2 separate regions of the Anas platyrhynchos genome follow, and region 2 is linked to region 1. A link is a contact called in public Hi-C data. All regions are on one chromosome and are shown on one strand. Each heading gives the region's core, a stretch centred on a gene start, on an enhancer-like site or on the middle of the called end of the contact. The rest is flanking DNA. Distances are from core to core; before and after follow the strand shown. Region 1 holds the start of APBB2 (amyloid beta precursor protein binding family B member 2). Region 2 overlaps APBB2 (amyloid beta precursor protein binding family B member 2).

Region 1 (5,898 bases), core at 1,216-3,715:
ACTATCCCCCTACAGGGAATAACCCTTAAGTAAAAAGCTGGGATATAAAAGAAGGCAGAGGAAGAAACTGTATTAACTTCTCCTGAGAGGGCAATCAGAGGCACAGTCAATCTCAGAGTAGGATCTGTAAACCCGTGCTGCACTGAGGAAGCTAGTGTGCAGGCAGCTATTTGCCACTGGAAGCTCAGATGGTCGCTCATTCCTTGTTGCAAAGTCAGATGGGCTTTGACCAAAATAAATTTGCAATTTGCATTCGTAGTTCAAACATTGAGACAGCAAGATTATGATGAAATGATTTGGTTATGAACTGGTAATATAGAAAGGCCTCTCCTCTTATTATTTGTAATGTTTAGAGGTGTTGTTTCACTGGATGTTTGTGGCTTACAAAAAGAGGTAGTAAGGGCTTTGTATCAGTACCTTGCAGCAACTGCAGGAGCCATTTCATTGTACTCAGAAAGTTAACACATCAGATTGCTCTAAAACAAGAGATCTATATTTGATGAGACTGGCCGAGCCTATGCAAGCAGTATATCCACATGGAAACGTTTCAGAGAAGTCTGAGTGTATTGAGCTGCTGTCCATTTAGGATGTATATGAAATTCCGTATTTAGTTTCCTCAACACTTCATTTTTATGACTCTGCTTACTATACTGCAAACCAAAGTGCATTATATAGACCATATAACTAAATGTTAATCATATTTTTAACCACATAGCAAAAACCACAATGCAGTGCTTTTACACTTCTCATCAAAGGAACGTGAATTTATGACCGTCTTGCTTGGCCACTGATGTCAGGAGAACATATTAATAGGCTATTCACTCATAATCTGGGGTAACCCAACAGTTGCCTTGCATCTCTCCTATAGATGAAGTGCAAATTCCAGGGAGAGTTCTGCTCCATTATGCCTTCAAAGTCTCTGCATAAAGGCTTTCCCTGCTGCTGGATGATGTGCTTTCTTGGAGAGGAACGCACCCTGATTTGTAGACATTGGAATTTGATGAATCACCTTTGGATGTCTCAGGAGGCCATCAGTCCTTCCTGAGCTGATCAAGATACATTTCTATCACAGATAATTAGGACTATTTGGAGGGCTTTCTTTGGATGTCCACCAAAATTTGGATGTTCTGGATCTGAAAGAGTAAATTAAAATGTGAGTCTTAGCATAAGTAAGTATTGTTCTTTTTATACAAATCTTGACTAAATCATGTCCACATTTGAGAAAAATGCAAGTACCACTGTAAACAAGAGGAATAAATTTAGGAGTAAGATGTTAAGTGATTAAGTATAATTTCCAAGTGCTTTGCTCTGAACTATGACATCTTTGTCTAATTGTCGCTTCTTCTTGTTCATCACAGTAGTGCTCATAATTGCTTTTTTTTTTTTCTTTTTTCTGTTCTTTAGGCTGATGGATGTCAGTATGACCTGCTAAAAACACAAATATTTCTAATTAAAGATGTTATATTCCTATTCATCTTAATTGTCCCTATAATTATAGTCAGTCCATCCAAGTTCTGCTGTTAGGGGCATAGTTATAAACCCAGAGAACAAAATAGTGAAGGTTCTGGAAATGCATAGGAAAAAAACACATCCTTTCTAGATAAATAGATTCACCATTAGAAATGGTGCAATAAATTTTGAAATGGTCTTGGGCACTCTTAATAGGATTGCTGAGTGTGTTTTAATTTAAGAGAAAATCAGCCTGGCCATTTCATTATTGTAACAGTCTTCTTTGACCTCCTAGGGCATCTTCGGTTACTCTGATGTGGCACTGTATTTTATTAGTGATTGTTTTGCACCTGCTTTTCCAGTCTTTGTAAGATTGTTAGGTGGAAGAATGAAAGATCCGCCTGCAGTTGCCACTCAGCTACTGTGTCATTTTAATATTTTTGCCTTGGTAATGAATAGTTTTTTCCCCTGTAACCTCAAAAGCTTACGTTGAAAGGACAGAACCCCAAGTATTTGGTAAGGCTTTAAACAGAAGGAGCTTCTCACAGGTGTGCTCTTTTAAGCCTCCCTACTAACTCCCCACAACGTCGCTGTGATCCCCTGCTCCTTCCTCTCAAGACATGCCCAGGGCTTCACTCGCAACCTGCTCCTGTTGTTCTGCAGGTGCCTTAAAGCCTCGAGGTTTCCAGGACTGGTCCTTTTGCTCATTTTCCACGTCTGGGAGCACACCCTGGACCTTTCCCCCTGTGCGCGCTGGGTGCCTTTGGAGCCCCCCCACCATCACAGGGCTGCCTGGAGCACCCCCAGCGCGCTCCCTTTGTCAAGCAGCCGCCTGCCTCTCCCTCCTCTCGGGGGGCAGCACAAACCACCGCTGCCTCCCCACACGACCCCTAACCCCTGAGGGTCGGGAAAGCTGCCCTGGAAGCCACCTCAGCCCCGGGGGGAAGCTCCTTGGCGGCCGGGAGCCGCTCCCGGAGCCGCAGGTGTGAGCCGGCCGCCCTGAGGCACCGGCGGCGCCATGTTGTGCGCCCTCCGCCGCCGCCGCCCCGCCCGGCCGGCCCCCTGCGAGCCGCGGCGCTGGGCGGCGGCCAGGGAGGAGGGAGAGGAGCCGGGAGGAGAGAGGAGAGAAGAGGAGGGGCGGCGGTGGCGGCCGGCGGCCGGAATCGTTTCCTGGGTAAGGCTGGGAAGCGTTTCCGGAGGGCTGGCTGCATCCCGCAGCGGGCTCTGGGCGCCTCGGGAGCGGCGCGGTGCGGCGGGCAGGGCAGGTGCGCGCTCCCCGCGGCGGGGACGGGGCGGTGCGGGGCTCCCGGGCAGCCCCGGAGCCTTCCCCTGGGGAAATTTGGGTGGGTTTCGGGGCTTTCCGCGATTTCAGCGCTGGTTACTGCTGCTCGGGGGCCGTGCGGGTGGGAGCCCGGGGGGAGCAGCCCTCGGGGCGCAGCGCGGAGCCGCGTTAATGTCAGGCGGTGCGGGGGGGCTTGCTGGCGGTGTCCTGCTGGGGCTCAACCTTGTGGTCTTGCCCCTCCAGCACCAAATATTGCAGCCCACACCGCCTGCAGGGCGCAGTTGTGCTGCTGCCGTGCCGCAGGCTGTGCAGGGTTGGGCTCTGGGCAGGATGCGCTGCGCGGCGCTGCCCCGGGGGCCGGCTGCGGGCGTGCCGTGCCCTGCGGCTTCTCACCGGGTCCCTCCGGCTCCTTCGGCATCCCACACGCCACCACCCTGCTGCCTGATGCTCTGCTGCTTTCCAAAAGCGCCAGCGAGTTGGCTGCCTTGCGGTTGGAAGTGTTTTCTGCCTAGGTTCAGCTGGAGTGTGTGCGGATGCTGGAGCACTCGGAGGGGGAGACATCCTCGTGCGGTGACCTTGTGGCAAAATCTTGGCTGGTTAACTTCTTTCTGTAAAGCAGCCAAGCTAAGCATGGGTGTTTTGACTCTTCCTTTGCAGCAGTGAGTGTTTGATGGAGCGCTTTGGGGCTTTTCTTTTTTTCCTGGTTGTTTAAGAGAAGATTTGGAGAGGACTCTTCAAGAAGAATACCAGTTTTGTTGCATGTTACGAGAAATGTGTGACCATTCTTAACACTGAGGCAGCCCAAGTGAACTTCATCCTCTGTGATGAAGGAGAAGGTCTAAGCAGTGGGTCGCAGTGATGTGGGAAGCATTTCTTAGCAGAGGGGATGCACAACTTGCAAGCCTGGGTTATTGTTGTTGTTTTCAGTTTTGCAGCTAAGGAGCCAGTGAGCAAAAATGATAGCTTTTGGTGGGGCACTGGGTGGATTCTGCTGTTCCCTTGGTCAGGAGGGACAGTGACGTGCTTAGGAAATGCTTGGGGGGGTGTAGTGAGGACTGGTGCAGCGTTGGAGCTGAAGAGAGTTGTGACTTGAGGAGCTGGTTAGGAGGAACGTGAGTGCTTGAGATTGGTGAGAAATCCTTACAGCAGGCAGAGGCTGGGAGAAGGCCACAGTGAAACCTGGTAGTTGGTAGGTGATGGTAGGTAATCAACTGATTGCATCTCCATCAGATGGCAGATCCATGCTTTTCAGAAGCTCTGACCTAGGATGTGCAATCCCACTTGAAATTCATGCTGAAAAGAGATGATACCACCCATATGTCTCCTTTGGGTAAAAGACAAGGTTTTGCCTCTGTCCTGTGCTGTAAGCGAGGAACCCTGGAGGTCTTGAAAAGATGTTTAGGTGTACAGCTTAGCGATATGGTTTAGTGGAGGACTGGTTAGTGTTAGGTCAGAGGTTGGACTCGATGATCTTGAGGTCTCTTCCAACCTAGACAATTCTGTGATTCTGTGAACTCAGCTGCTGGGAACACCAGAGCAGGAGGAGATGTGCAGGGCACGTTAGCTCCTTACTTGCTAAACTGCTGCTGTCCTGCTGCCACGGAGAAGGTGACAAATGGTGGGGCGTGTTTGGCAGGAGACTGGCAGGAAGGACTGGTGGGATGGGTGGGAGCACCAGGGAATATCAGGCACATCTTCTCACTTGTGCTTCTGGTGGAGCAGGTGCAGAGAGTGGCTGGGGTAAAGAAACAATCGCACCAGAGGAGACAAGGAAAGCCTGGCTCGTCTAGCCTAGGAAATGAGGCCTGAGAGGGGATACGATTGCAATCTGCAGATACAGCAGGCATATAAACAGTAGAAACAGAGAGGAGCTATTTAAACTAAAGAACAATGTTGGCACGAGAACAAATGGATGTAAACTGGCATGAATAAACTTCGGCTGGAATTTCGTTTCTTCCCTAAATGGAGTGAGGTTCTGGAATGACCTTCAAAGGGGAGAAGTGGGAGCAAGACCCCTGGCTGGCTCTTAAAGATATATTGAGGAAGTTTGTGTCATGTGCCTGGCTCTGTGGCATTAAGAGCTGAGGCTCGGTGACTCAGGGAAACCTTTTCTGTACGTGTGAGTTAACCGAGCATGGATTTTCTGTGTTAATGTTTCTTATTTTAAAAATCTGACATTCAGAACTGACATTGGAATAAATGCTCGCTTTATGGTTTGTATCGCTGCTTAGAAAGGATTGTGATGTGCTTAGTGGCTGCTTCCTGAAATATTTTACAAGTTTAGGTTTTCTTTCCTCCAAAATGTTGTATTGGCTTGCAGCAGTATCTGATTATGGGGAAATGTCTATTTTTCATTGTGAAAATTGTGCAAAAGACTATTCTTTAGTTTGTGTATCACAGCTGTTTGAGTTTATTCTTCAGGTTACAAAATAAACCGCAGAAAAAGTGTTTCTTGATTGAAGCAATTGTTAAATCCTGTAAAAGCAGGAGTTGGGAGGGGACAGCTGATCCAGATGGTGTGAATTGAGACCAGTGCTCCCAGCTACGCTGCGGCTGGAGGGCTTGAAAGTAACTTTGAAGACAAGTCTAGTTTATGTAGTTGTCTGCGGGTTTGTTTCATTTGCTGTTAGGCAGAACAGCTGAGAGTTATCTTGAGTGGTGGTTATAGCAGTCCGACTCGTACAGAAGTCTGTAGGCCATTCTAAAAATATGGTGTGCAGCACAAAACACAACCAGCTGCAGATCCTGCGTAATAGGTCCTGTGACTGTCAGAAGTATGTGACAGCTTCCAGAAGATGCAATAAATATAAAAAAGGAAGAGCAGCAGTGGTGGGCCAAGGCCTCACCTGTCTGCCCCGGTAGCCAGCTGGGGCTCGACCCAGCCATGTGGCACCCAGCTGGCTTCGTCTCTGAGCAGCACCTCCCAGGTGTCTCCAAATGCTTCTGCAGCCCGGTGGGCTGATGGCCCCCAGCCCTGGTGGGCAGCATCCCAGCACCTCTGGACCTGTGTCACTGTCCTCGTCTCGCTGGGGGTGAGCACTGCTGGCTGCTGCCCCGTAGCTGTGAGGAGTTGGGAGTGCTCTGTGTAGTGTTCTGCTTTAGCTTCCTTTTTAAAATAAACAACTCCTTCACCTTCAGCCTCTTTCTGTTCTAAATCCTCGTCTGAT
Region 2 (5,898 bases), core at 2,405-4,904, 90 kb after region 1:
CGTTAGGTGCACCCTGCTTTACTGCTGTAGGAAGCAGTAAATAACAGCGACTGTTCATTTCCTTTCCATCCTTGCCTTCTTCACACCATTCGTGGCTTTACAGATTCCTGTGACATCCTGCCCTCCTCCCACCGTCCCTCCGGGCTCCTACCACGCTCCGTGGCTCTGCCTGCAGAAGCAGTTTTATATTTATCTCTTTATGGCTTTTCCCATTCTGCTGTGCCCGTTTTTATAATGGGCTGTGTGGAAGTGTGCGCACTAGTCCCGTGATAGTGCCACTCTACATAAAAAGTGCAGGCATAAGGGTTTTGTCTTGCTCATCCTTCCTAACGTAATGCCACGCTGCTCTTTTCAGAGAGCTTGTCAGTGACCTTGGTCCTTGCAAGTGGCAGAAGGTAACTGACTGCCTGTCACTGCATGTGAGCAGTTTAAGTAGCAGAACAGAAGGGTAACAGTAAAGGAACTTTGAGAAATTAATAAAAACCAGGACCTGGAAATCCATCTGGTCAGGAAACTGAAGGCTGCATATTGGAAAAGCTGCTCTTGAAGCCATGCGTGTCCTAGTCCTGGAGGGCCTTTTGGCAGTCTTTTGTTTTTCTATATCAACCAGGTAAGTACAAATCCAGAAGGGGAAAACTTCTCATCCTACACAACCATGGCTTTCCCTAGAGCCCCTGCAGCTCTTTGGCACATCCACAAATTACAGCATATCCACCAAAGATCAGATAATGTTTTTAGCTGGGGAAGGACCACGCTATTCCCCGTGCATATCTCGATCTTTCATGGTTTGTGACAATTAGCTGCGTTTTTTCCATAGTGCTAATAGGTCTCAATGGCTTGTGGTATGTTGTACGCTGGAGATATTTTGTGTATTGTTTTTACTCGATCTTGTCATTTTTACATTCTTGCAAGGTAGGAGATTCTAGCTCTGGGTTCACAATGGAGAAGACTTTTGATGGTTGTTACGTTCTGGACATATGCAGCTTTAAGGAGAGTTTGTCCTCAGTTTTTCAAAGTGAGTTTTGATGATAAACCTTGCGTCGAACAAGAAAACAGGAGGTGCAAATTGCAAGTGAAATTCTGTTGTGATTCTGCAGAATTCACCCTTTTTTTTTTTTTCTCTCAAGTGCTTGTCCAGCATAAGACTCCAGCTGATGTGTTAGCTTTGTTCCTGGCTACCATTTCTTGTTAGACTTGCCAGGATGGTCTGTGACACAAGTTATTTTTCTGTATTTTCTTCTAATTCTTGGTGGTGGTTATCTCTCTGATACCAGTTCTGTCTCCCTAAATCTGGATTACTGAATCTAGCTTCAATGATGTCCATAAATCCATCCCTATGAAAAATAAATACAAAATTATAGCGCTGGGGTGACGTGAAATAGATACAAGAATGCAAATAATGACTTTGCTTGTGCTGGGTGGATGCTTTCAGAGATGATTTATCTCTCTGAGTTTGCTTTAATGCCTAAAGATACCTGGATGCTATGAATAAAGTTTTAATGGAAAGCATATAATGATGTAGAGAGGGGAAATACTTAAACCTCGAGGCTGTGGTAGCCCCGTTTGCTCTACCAGCAGGCTTCCCTCTGGACTGGAGGAGGCTGCGGCCCATGGAGAGCCCCCGCAGGAGCAGGCCCCGGGCCGGAGCTGCAGCCCGTGGAGAGGAGCCCACGCAGTAGCAGGACGTCTGGGGGGGAGCTGCCGCCTGTGGGGGACCCGTGCTGGGACAGTTTGCTCCTGGGGGATGGACCCTGTGGGACGGAGCTGTGTGGGAGCAGTGCTTGAGGAGCTGCTGCCGGTGGGCAGCCCCCTCAGGCTCAGCTGGGGAAGGACGGCATCCATGAGAGGGACCCCATGGGGAGCAGAGCCGAGAGTGACCGTGAAGGAGCAGAGAATTTTTAAGTGGTCTACCTGTCCTTATCTCAACCCTTGAGCCCTTTCCATGGTATTTTTTCTCCCTTTCACATTGAGGAGAGGCAGTGAGAGAGAGGTTGTGGTGGAGCTCAGCGGCCCAGCTGGGCATACAAAGCCTGGGCATGGCTCTGGGCAAGCTATTTCGTGTATCTCAGACCTCTCCTCATACCTCTGTTCACTGTGTTTAAAGTGGAGCTCACTTTCTGCTGCTATGAAGATAAATTCATTCATACAACACTTTGTGGTGCTCTAGAACAACCGCCGCGATTTGCCACGCACCCACGTTGACTGAGGGATGTGCAGACCTTGTGCCGGAGGAAGGAAACGGCTCTTCTTGCAGGTTTTACTTTTTTCTTCAAGAGAAACATTTAATTTCAGAGAGTAACACGGTTGTAATTCAATTTTATGTTCTGTTTTCATTGAATCATTAAATTCAGAAAAAGAGGGTTTTTGAAGGCATTTGCACAGGGCTGTGAATGAAGCCGTCAAAGGAAGGCGGTTTTAGCCAAGCTGAATTGTGTCTGCGCCAGTGGCCAACTTGACTGGCTCTTAATTAGCCAATGATAGGCACAAAACCCGCTAATGAGAGCTTCTTTAAAATTTCAGGCTGTCAGTGTGTTTATTCAATACGTTCTCCAGAGAAGTGCAGTCCTGCCTTTGGCTCTGCACCTTGTTCCCCCCTGAATTCGGCAGGCTTCCTCGTATTTTACATTAAGAAAATGATCGGTTGCCTGGCACCTTACTTCTTAGGCCATTTTTTATTCTCTGCAGTTCGTATTCTAATGGGAAAAAAGCGCTGACTGTGGCGGATCCCTTCTTCCGTGCTCTTACTGTCATTCAGATTGAAGAGATGTGCTAATGCCACCAGACTTAAACTCGAGGCTCCTTACCCTCAGCTGGAACAAATCTGTAAAATTGTGGCGTCTGAGCTTGCTGCCCTGCCTGCAGCACGCACAGTCCCTCTGCACAGCGCCTGCTTCCCCTCTCGCAGTCAGAAAGGCATCGGTGTAAAACTGCTCTTTGTGTCAGCACTTACAGCCTGAATTTATCCCGGATTATACTTGTTCGTTGCCCAAAATTAAATCATAGAATCATAGAATATCCTGAGTTGGAAGGGACCCTTAATCGTTAATGGTTTCTTCTCTGAACAGCTGCACGCTAACATATGGATTCACATTGATCAGACAGAGTCAGGCTCTGTATTTTAGCAGAGAAGCACATAAATTCAGAGGTGCCACCAAGCTGATGTTTCCCTGCTTTCTCTGCCAAAGAGTTGGCTGCCGTTGCTGAGACAGATGAATTTTCTGGGGGTGGGAGAGGCTGGGCGCTGCGTGCATGAATTGCTCTCCCTGTGCTGGGGTGTGCTGGGCAGGGAGCCTGCTGGGGTGGCGGGGCCTGTGGGGACCCTGCTGCCTGAGTCCTGCAGTCCCTTCTCTCACATGGCTGTTGTTTTTTTTGTCTTTAGATCAGGCAAATCCCCCTTTTAAAACAATGACAAGTGGTTAAATGGGATATGAACCCAGAACACAGGAGCACATGCAGCACTCTTGTGGGGAAAGGTATAGGAAGGAGAGATATGGTGCCAAAAATCAGAAAAGCAGGTGCAAACTGCTGCTGCCAGATTGTTGTAGCCCTGCAAGCTAAGTCACGAAACCACACTTACAGGTTTGCTGCTGAGGCAGAAGGTATTGGTCTGGATGAATTTAGTTGCTTATAATCTCTCGAGGCACAGCACAATGCACGCTCGCCATGGATTTGGAGCAAGCCAGAGGTAGGCTCTGTTGTGTGCTGACCTATTGTTATTTTTTTCAAGCAAAAGCTTTTGCCACCTAGTGGAAAAAAACTAGCACTTCAGCTAAGCAAGAAAGCCCCTCACCCTGGTCATATACAAAGTGTGTTTACATGCATGGGTAACTCGCTAAAACAGGAGCAGATTATTCTGATTTCACTTGGAATTTAGAAGCAGAAATCTTCTGAGGTAGTGGAGCATTTTGTTCACGTGTTATTTAGGGCTGTGTCTCATTTAAGCACGAAGCTGGTGAACAAAGGGTGTTCGTTTGTGTGCTGCTCTCTCAGGATGAAGACAGTTTAACAAGTGAAGGAAAGCAATGAATCAAGTGATGCAGAAGTTTTTGCAACCCACTACAGCACCTTCAAGCAGTGATTCATCAGCCTTTGCTGAGGTGCTCCATCCTCATCCCACTTGATTCCCAGTGCTCTTGCTGTGCCACCATCACTCTGACCTCCTCCTCCTCCTTCCTGCAGGTGGGGTGAGCCTTCCCAGATCATGGCTTGCTTCTTCTTGGACCACAGATTCTGTCACAACAGCCCTGCAGGGCACCCCCAAGTCTCAATTCTTACATTTGCCAGACTCCGCGTGTTTTGTGGCTGGCTATTTCCTGTTAACAAATGGTTTAGTCCTCCCATTCTTACCTATTTTGGTCCATTTTCCTGGAGGGAGCACGTGGACGTTTCCTCGTGGTGTCTCTGAGGCACTTTTCCCTGCTCCTGCTGTTAGTAACAACTCCTGCAAGCACAAGCAGAGGGGCTGGTTTCTCAGCTTCACCTCTGGTCCTCAGGCTGTGTTCCCTCTCTGCAGAGACCTCGCAGAGCCCCTGAAATCTCCCTTTTACTCAGGACAGGCAGTACTGTTCTGGATACTCATCCAGAGCCACTATCAACAGATACCTCCAGGACCCCAAAGCTTTCTTCCCCAGATCCTTCCATGATCCTACAGGCTGAGCACGCACATCCTCTGATGCTGTAGGTTGGGGCTTTCTTGCCCCATGGTTTCATGGGCTCCTGTTAAACAGGAAAACTGTTTCTGAGCAATAATTCCCCAAGCCTATCTCCATCCCTCTTGAGAAAGTGTAGCTTTTTCTCTCCTCAAGTCACTTGCCCTTGGTTTTCTTCTGTTATTGTGCTGCTGCTTTGGTTCCTATGTCAACAGCTTGGGTTTTGGTGGTTGAAAGAGAGAAGGTGCCAGGCAGGTCCTGCAAACAAGTGGGTTTAATGCTTTTTTTCTTACCGCTGAATGTTGACTAATCTGCTTTCCTCTCTCTTCCCTCAGATTAGTCATCTCTGCTTTGAACGCCTTGTGTGCCTGTAGTAGCTCATTATTTACATAGCAGGACAAAGATCACATCGTCTTTTAAAAAAAACTATTAAGAGAGAACAGCACGAGCGCTTCATCCCAAGCTTCTGTAGGATTTGCAAGTCATCAGCCTTTTCCGGTAATGCCTTATAGCACAGGTGGCCAAAATGGCAGCTCCTTTTGGCACGGATGGTGCCGGGTGGGGGTATGCCCATCCACACCACTCTTCAGCACCGTTTCCTGGACCCGTTTGGAGATCTCCCTCCTCTGAGTTCCCGAAACGAAACGCAGGCGGCTGGCTCAGCAGCCCCCGTGAGGAGGAGGAGGAGGATGGGGTTGTCATGCCAACCAGCTGCCTGCTGATCTGTGAGGAAAGGTGACACCGAATGGCCGGTTTCTGCCTGTTTGTCACTCCTCCTCGTTCGGCTTCCTACATTCGGCAGGCTTGCTTGATTTATAATCACCCGTCCCGGTGACTTGCGGCTCTGCTGCCTTTATTTCTGAGATAACACTCGTGCCTCTCGTGGTGATGCTCGGCAGGGCTACCTGCTGCCCATCGCTGCTCTGAATTACGAGGATGGGTGGTACCATCAGCAGTGCTGTAAGGCATGCCGAGTGAGGAGAAAATTTGGCTTCTGGGTGTGTTTGGTTGGCACACCCTGGCAGCTGGACCTCGTGCACTGAGCCCGCTGCAGGAAATGAATGGGATAAAAACATTCGGGGTCAGTGCTCTTTCTGTTGTGCTGTTTAATGGAGGGTGCTCGTTTATTTTTGCCTTCACTTATTAATTCGTCTTCCTGTCCCTTCTCATGCCTTTCTTGATCTTCAGTGTGAATATGGGGCAGGCAGAGGGGGGAATACACTCCTCTTAGGGTCAAATGCCAAATCTG

What was found. A called contact is a pair of places that touch in the nucleus more often than the background predicts.
Region 2: a Hi-C map of liver shows a contact between it and region 1, with 5 times the contacts expected there. The contact joins the enhancer-like site here to the promoter of APBB2 in region 1. A contact is called at or near these places in 5 of 8 Hi-C or Micro-C datasets (F1 follicle, F5 follicle, liver and 2 more).

The regions. Positions count from the first base shown.
Region 1 is chr4:55,361,043-55,366,940 of IASCAAS_PekinDuck_T2T, forward strand. It overlaps APBB2 (amyloid beta precursor protein binding family B member 2), which reads left to right and starts at 2,466. Exons shown (of 18, transcript XM_072037680.1): 1 at 2,466-2,623.
Region 2 is chr4:55,449,542-55,455,439 of IASCAAS_PekinDuck_T2T, forward strand. All of the region lies in intron 6 of APBB2 (amyloid beta precursor protein binding family B member 2), which reads left to right. Among named protein-coding and RNA genes, the nearest start is that of APBB2, 89 kb to the left of the region's middle. Within about 2 kb of position 3,655, at least 1 of the 8 cell types and tissues checked has an H3K27ac peak or open chromatin away from gene starts, as enhancers often do.